2 separate regions of the Macaca mulatta genome follow, and region 1 is linked to region 2. Evidence: chromatin contacts called from public Hi-C data. All regions are on one chromosome and are shown on one strand. Each heading gives the region's core, a stretch centred on a gene start, on an enhancer-like site or on the middle of the called end of the contact. The rest is flanking DNA. Distances are from core to core; before and after follow the strand shown. Region 1 has its middle 410 kb from the start of PRKD1. Region 2 has its middle 550 kb from the start of PRKD1.

What was found. A called contact is a pair of places that touch in the nucleus more often than the background predicts.
Region 1: a Hi-C map of fetal cortex germinal zone shows a contact between it and region 2, with 3 times the contacts expected there. The contact joins two enhancer-like sites. A contact is called at or near these places in 2 of 14 Hi-C or Micro-C datasets (fetal cortex germinal zone and fetal cortical plate).

The regions. Positions count from the first base shown.
Region 1 is chr7:102,637,646-102,641,492 of T2T-MMU8v2.0, forward strand. No RefSeq gene overlaps it. Among named protein-coding and RNA genes, the nearest start is that of PRKD1, 410 kb to the right of the region's middle. Within about 2 kb of position 1,631, at least 7 of the 40 cell types and tissues checked have an H3K27ac peak or open chromatin away from gene starts, as enhancers often do. A contact at or near this core is called in fetal cortex germinal zone, where this site is marked.
Region 2 is chr7:102,495,249-102,499,342 of T2T-MMU8v2.0, forward strand. No RefSeq gene overlaps it. Among named protein-coding and RNA genes, the nearest start is that of PRKD1, 550 kb to the right of the region's middle. Within about 2 kb of position 2,488, at least 9 of the 40 cell types and tissues checked have an H3K27ac peak or open chromatin away from gene starts, as enhancers often do. A contact at or near this core is called in fetal cortex germinal zone, where this site is marked.

The DNA.
Region 1 (3,847 bases), core at 381-2,880, 140 kb after region 2:
AACATAAATGTGGTGTCATTTAACTGCTGACAAACCAGTTTTATTGACAGAAATAGCATGAGTTAAAAGAAGGATCTTGAAAAGTTTACAGCTTTATTTTTTCAAGCACCACAAACTAATAAGCAAAAACATATGAATTAGATAAAATACTTCATTAAGTTACTTTTATTGGGTAAGTCAATGTGATATGATTACATTTCAGAGACATTTAATTCTTCATCATATAAAATCACATTGATGTTTGGTTATATTTTCTCTTCTGGTGATGTAGCCATTCAAACTATTTTACTCATATCAAAGCAGAGATATTATGAAGTTAAAACTAAAGTCATTTTCATCAAAGCTAATCATAAATTTTATTTTCTTAAGTGTCTCCCAGAGTATTCACATTGCAGGTCTGTAAAGGAGACTCTTAAAAGTACTCTCTGGTCTTGGGTTCTAATTAGAAAGAATCCCATTAAACGTGGGAGCATTGCCGTGATGATAGTCAGGAGAGCAAAAACAAAAACACTCACATTTGGTTCATGAGGCTTTGGATGAACCCATTGAACACTGGTATTTTAGGAAGGTATTTCTTACTGTTGAAAGTATAATTGGCCATTCATTACTTAGATGACCAGCTTCACAGTGGTTTGCACCCATTTGTATAACTTATGTAAATGCATAAATGCTTCCTTTGAAATGACATAAAACCTAAATCACTCCATAAACTAATAAATGATAGTTGCTCGCTATCTTGTACACAGTTAGCTTTTTATTGGTTAAAAAAAGTAGGTGAACATCACAGATGCAAAATGTTTGTTGTTAAGAATGTGTGTTTACAGGTGTGGAATACCCTAAGGATGGGTAGAACTGATACCCTGCTGCAGGTGCAGACTTTAATAAACAGGAACTTGTCTTTCCTCTAATCACTTCTCTCCCTTATCATGCTTTTGGATTATCTCAATTCACATTAAGTATCACTTGTGCATAAAGCATATACAGTGTACTATATTTATTTAGGTATACATGTGACTAGATCTTCTATGAATAAAACCCAAAATGCATTCACATGAGAAAATGGAGTGGTTTAATTTAAATATTTTAGGAGTGCTAGAATACTAATAAACATCTGGAAGAACAGATAAAACTAGATAAATGTTTAGCCTTGTTATGAGTAACACACTAGCATACGATTAGGTTTATAATGGTTGTAATTTAACAAAACTGTTGTATGAAATATTTTGTTTAGCATTCATTAAAAACTGTTAATGCACTTGTGTTTTTCATGGACTAAATTTTTTGCAGCAGACGCACGTTATTAGTATAATACAAATATGCTAAAAAGCAAACAGTTTGGTGTTAAAATGTTTTAAGTAGGATTGTGAAAAGAAATTTTACACCAATCTTTATTTTTTTTCATTTTTACAGGGAAATTTTTACCACAAATTCCATATTTTAATGATATTATACCAACTCTATTTTTTAAACTCATTTTGTCACTGTTTTGTAACAGAAACACTGTAAATATTATAGATGTGGTAAACTATTATACTTGTTTTCTTATAAATGAAATGATCTGTGCCAACACTGACAAAATGAATTAATGTGTTACTAAGGCAACAGCCACATTACATGCTTTCTCTTTCACAGTAGGCAGCAGAGCATATGGTTTTCTCTTAATGGAACGCTAGCTTCTCATTAACATACCAGTAGCAGTGTCAGAACTTACAAACCAGCATAACAGGGAGATGGAAAAACTTATAAATTAGACCCTTTCAGTACTATTGAGAAGGAAATGACTGATGTTCTAAGGTACAATATTTAGCTAATACTGTGCCCTTTTCTGCACCTTCTTTCCACAAAAAGAAACTTTTTTCTTATAATAAATATAAATATAAATATTGAAGTGCAAGTTATTTTTACCCTGCTTCTAAGAGTGATTGGCACCCTGATTTTGATAACTCTTCTTAAAAATAATATTTCATTGCCTTTTTGCTCACAGTATGTTTCAAACAGCTGTATTTTCACCATTCCGTTTCAATACAGAGAAGCAGTTGAAATACAAAACTAATTTTCTTATCTTCCTAAAAGAGGAAATCCGTAAGGTAAACACAAAACGAACATGTGAAGGAAACCCTTTATTTTCTGAAGGCTAAGGCCGACCACGCCAATAGCGGAAGTGGAGCCGCCAAGAGGTCATGATTGGTAGTGAAGGGAAGAGAGGAATTTTATTTAATCCCCATTTCAGCGCGTGTGGTTTAAATCATATTTAGCCATCTCATAATAATCACCGTGATTTAAATTGATCATCCAATTTTTTTATTTATTTTTTAAGCTCCTTCTCATTGAGAATTCAGCTGTATTTGAGGAAAGAACGTATCAATATCATGTCCTAAAAGACACATTTTAAAAGTTAAACCTATAGGTACGACATAGAAATTATACTTACATATGGATAACAAAACTTCACATTCCATAAATTTCATAAACTGAAGTAGTTTTATCATCTACATTTTTAATTTTTTTATTTTTTACTTTTTATTTTTATTTATTTATTTATTTATTTTGAGATGGAGTCCCGCTCTGTCGTCCAGGCTAGAGTGCAGTGACGCGATCTCGGCTCACTGCAACCTCCGCCTCCTGGGTTCAAGCAATTCTCTGCCTCAGCCTCCCGAGTAGCTGGAATTACAGGTGCTTGGCACCACTCTTGGCTAATTTTTGTATTTTTTTAGTACAGATAGGGTTTCACCATCTTGGCCAGGCTGGTCTTGAACACCTGACCTCATGATCCACGCGTCCTGGTCTCCTAAAGTGCTGGGATTACAAGAGAGAGCCACCGCACGCAGCCTATATTTTTACATTTTTATAGCATTTACTTATAATTAAATAATTGAGTGCTACAATAGTGAAATATAAGGTTCTGAAAAAGTTGACCTATGTTTCAGGGTTATTGGATAGTAATTGCCAGAAAGGAAACAGATGTATTAATCCTCTGATAGCCAAAAACCTGAGGAGATAACAAAGTGAATTGGTGGTTCTTTCCAAACACTTTAATGTCTACACTAGTTCAATTCACTGAATGAAAAATTTTACTTCTAAGAGTCTAGTCATTTATAATACTATGCTCTTTCTGTAAACATGTTTGTAGCTGTATCTTTCAGAGCTGCAGATAACGATGAATGACAAGAATAACTTTTAAAAGAATGTCAGGAATATATCAATAATACAAATATTATTTGACTCAACCATAAAAACATAAAGAAACTTTCTAATCATTATTATCCTGCATAAGTAATGCAATAATATACGTAGCATTCTAAAAACTTATTTTCTCTTTGAAGGAGTTCAAAATTTAGCTGAATTGTGAGGATTATTCAATGTGAGCATATCTGTGACTTAGCTCATTTTTTGTGAATACCTGAAGACACAGAACCAGGAATCAATAATGTGTAGAAAGGTATCCAGGTAACATTCCCAGGGGTATCATCAGCCTGATCTCCTAGGAGTTGAACCCCAGTGTTTAAAATTTTGGAACTTACTTATTTTCCTTTCACAAAGACAAAATTATTAATTCTGTTCACAGAAAGTTCTTTCCTTTTCCCTTCCACCATAAAACATCACAGTATGTTTATTTCATAAATCGTTCTCTTTTTCCCCTTGCCTCAAACTTTGCCATTATCTCTAACACCCTTTTGGAAACTAACTTAAAAACTATTATTGATTCAGGTCCAATGCAAACTATTCACTTAAGGGTATTTCCACACTTTCTGAGTAGCAAGCAGCCGGATAACCATGGCCCATGCTGCAGATTTAATTTGAGTATCAACAGATCCAGATTCGGTAAGCATTTTTTTTTCTTCTTACC
Region 2 (4,094 bases), core at 1,238-3,737:
TGTACTTAGAAAAGAATGCCTGGCACATAGTGGAAACTTAAATATTTGTTGAATGAGTGAATGGTTATAAGTACTTTTCAAAGACAAAATAAATCATCTGCCACTTCTAATGCATTTGGAAAGACATCAATAAATAGCTATTGTAAGGAAGATTGCAGATGCTAGTTAAGATAATCTAACTGTGTAGTAGTTTATTTATTCTACTATAGAATTTTTGTTCAGAACCCCTGGGGGGAAACTTTTGTTGTGATTACTTCTAGGCTGGCAGTCAGTGACTCTACTCCAGAACAAGATCTCAAACCAAGCCCATGTCCCTTCTTTATGTCCCTGCCATTTAACTATCCAGTTGTTAACACATTTTAAATTTTGACAGGTTATTTCACTTCCAAAATGATACTAAGAGTCACACATGTCAGAACTCTACTTGATAAGTTGTGTTCATTTCAAATGTGGTATGTGAGCACTGAATCCTTACTCTTTAAATCCTGCAAAGTGTATCAATAATTATGCCAAATCCATCCAACAGTTGATTGAGGTGTTTTCAGTTTGATATGGGTGTCAAAATGCGAACATTAACTTTATTCAGATCTTTGCCTGATGTGTTGAATGGGGGAAAAATCCATTCATACACCACGGATTCATCCTTAATACTGGAAATTAGAGAAAAGAATCTCAGATTCCATGCACATTTTCTTTGTGGTTACAGAGGTGACTTTGCCACCTGGCATGAGTTCATCCTCATTATGCCCTATTATATCTGTCAGAAGTAAAAGTTTTAAGAAGGATATAAATTTGTACAAATCTCACGTGATGCTGACAAAGAAATCATTTTTGTGACTCTAATTTGTTATCTATTTTGGAAAGAGTAATTATCCCTCAATAATAAAGTAAACGTTAAAAGGATATCCCCCACAGCCTCCTCTTCTTCAGGCCTTTCCTGATTTAATCTTATATGTTCATGCTATATCATGAGTGGCTGAGCTCCAATCAGAGAAAATTCAGTGATGGAAGCTCTTTACTTGGGCTTCCCACTATTTATGTGTGGTATTCCCAATTTGTAGCTGTATTTGCGCTGGAGCAGACAGAAATAACCAATGAAAAAAATAGGAGCAATACAGTTTTATATTTAAAGTAATGTCATGAGACACCAAGATAGTTAGTAATCCAGGAACGCTCAAATTATGTTTTTTAACTATAAAGTATAAATTTAGTGAAAAAGACTAATTTTTAATAAATAATAGACAAATACTAGAATGAAAAACATCACTTTATAAATTTACTAAGGGAGAACTTTCGGTGAGGTTATCATAATTTTATTTTATAATCATAAAACTTTTCAGGAAATAGGTTACCAATTTGATACTGTAGATAAATTAACCCCAGTCATATACATATTTTTTAAAATGCGAATTTTTGGCAATACAGTTGAGAAGCATTATTTTGTAATTGCATATCTTTCTGTGTCTGGAATTCATCCCCTGTAAAGTCCTCTGGCCATGGGTGGCAGTGGCCTTTGGTCAAAATCTAAACGTAAGTTCAACATCATCTTTTAATTTTGTGGTCTTGAGCTTTTGACCCAAAGAGGGGTTGGGGTTTCACTAGGGCAGGACTAAATGGAGCAAACACTTGTCTTTGGAGCCCAAGCACTGACCTTAAAGATGTAAAATGAATTGCCTGCTCCCAAGGTTATTGTTATAATCAGGTATGTGAAAATGAGCAGTAAGGATGTGAAGGAGAGAACGGAAGAGAGAGAGAGAGAGAGAACATTTCTTGGTTTGCTATAAGTATTTAGTACATATTTTATACTTTTTAATTTTATTTTTTAACCACATTCTGCTTTAAAAACTGTACATGGAAGAGTCAGGCTTCTGACTTTTAATGAATTGCTGTGAAATTTGGTTACATACATTACTCCAACCCTGTGAGGGGGGGACAATTATAGTTCATTATATGCATCTCAAGTTGTTTATTCATTATGATGCACAAGGATAGTTTAAGGACTTGTTTCTGCCAAGAGCTCCCCCCACCAAATAATTTCACAACAGAGTAAAAACACATGGACTTTATATAAAGTAAAAATAGAAGTGATATAAGGGTTGTATTTTTATAGCTGTATTTGAGTACATTTCAAATGAATGTTTGTTAAACAGGGGGAAAAATCAGACTGGCATTGTCGTGATTCTAAGCGAATTAGGTGAGGCAGGAACAGGAAGACTCTGAGTAGCTTGCATTTAATTAGCACTTACTGGTACAAAATAAATTAGACAGATTTGTCTTGTTTTATGAGCAAGATCCTGTTTTTCTATTTCATTTTCTTTGTGCTTTTGGTAAGGACGGATCTGGCGCTTTGGATACTAAATAGGCAACTAATTCAATTGGTGCTTTCTCCGAGGGTCTGCTTGCAAACCGGTGCCAGACTCACTGGTCCTTTGTGTACTGCCCGCCCTGCATGTGTCTGGGCTCCCCTGGCCAGTCCGTTTTTTTGTCTCTGATGGTTAATAAGCTTTGAGCCTAGTAGTCAAATGTGGTGGGAACGGGGACAAGACGAGGGTCCTTAGTGAAGGTGTTTGTTGTTAAATAGAACAATTCAGCTGTCTCTTTAGAAAACTTGACAAAAGGAAATGCTCCCTGCTGAAAATTTTCTTAGCCTGTTGCACAAAAGATGAAGTTTGTTTAAGAAATTGCTGCTAAAGAAAGCGTCAACCCATTAAGGTAATTATATGGAACCTGTGCCGTATAACAGCTTAATTGATGTTAATGTTTGTCTAATTGGTGATTGGGAGAGTGCAAAGGACTAAAGGTCTTCCGAGCACTTTCAGTCACGGCTCTGAAAGGGGCTCTTCTGGTTTTCACAGTTATAACAATGCCTGCGCGTCTTTCTCAGATTACGCCTTGTTTTCAGCCCCTTACAGCATTCTGCTCCACTACTTAAAGCGTAAAATAAGGGTGAAGAGCCATTGTCTAATGCAGCCTTTTTCAAAGAGTGTTTCTGACAGGGATTGTTCTAGGAATCAGGCAGGAGAGAAGGGAGTGTGAGAGGTGAAAGCCACTATCACCCACTTGTGTCACCTCCCCAATGAGCAGCAAGAGCCGCCTAATTGCTGCATCTGTTTTTTTTTTTTTCCTCCAAGCCTCCATTCTCTTAAACAAGATCCTTACACCGATGCCACATGTTCCTGTGGAATCTATCAAACAAAACAAAACAAAAAAACACCCCAACCTGGCTGACATTTTTTAAATTGGCATAAAAAGAACCGTTAGGAAAACATATATAACAATTAAATGCACGTGCAAAAATATATGAACTTTTCTGTTTCCTAAGATTTCACACATTGTATGGACACACTTACAAACAGAATTAGATAAAAGAATACATTGTGGGTACCTAAACACATGTATGTGACTTTTCTGTGTAAAGATACATGCATGGTTATTACATGGATACTTACACATGCAGACACAAATGTATAGATTTGGAAACCTTGCTTTTGTTTCCATATGAGAAAGCCATTTAAATGTGTCATCCATCTTTGTGTTTTTTTTTTTTTAAAGTCATAGTAAACACCGTTGATCCAGGTTATAAAACTCAACTGCTTAAATATTTTACATTCCTAGATAAACTGATTGAAGAGCCAAGATTTGTCTTAAAAAAAAAATTCTCAGCTTACACACTCATTCATTCGCGCGTGCAGAGACACACACACACAATGCATTTAACATACCCACCCCCCGCCCCGCACCATCCTGCAAAGTTATAGTTCTCAGGCTTTTGAATTTTTATGTTTTACATTCCTATATTTAACAGATTGATATTTTCCTGTTTGTTCTCTTTAAGATTTCTTTTCTACATACAGAGTGTATTCATGTGCTATCCTAATGAGGAAATGACGAGTTTTTATCAACCTTATTAAACATACACCCAGAAGATATCCATTTGAATAAGGGGCCAATTACTAAGTGTGTCTTCAGTTAGAAAGAACTTAGCTTTTACCTTGTACTTTGGCTCTCCATGTCTCTAATTAATTGAATCTTGAAATCGTTGGACTTTCAGCTTAAGAGAAGACTGAAGAAGGGAACTTAACAACACTGCCTAT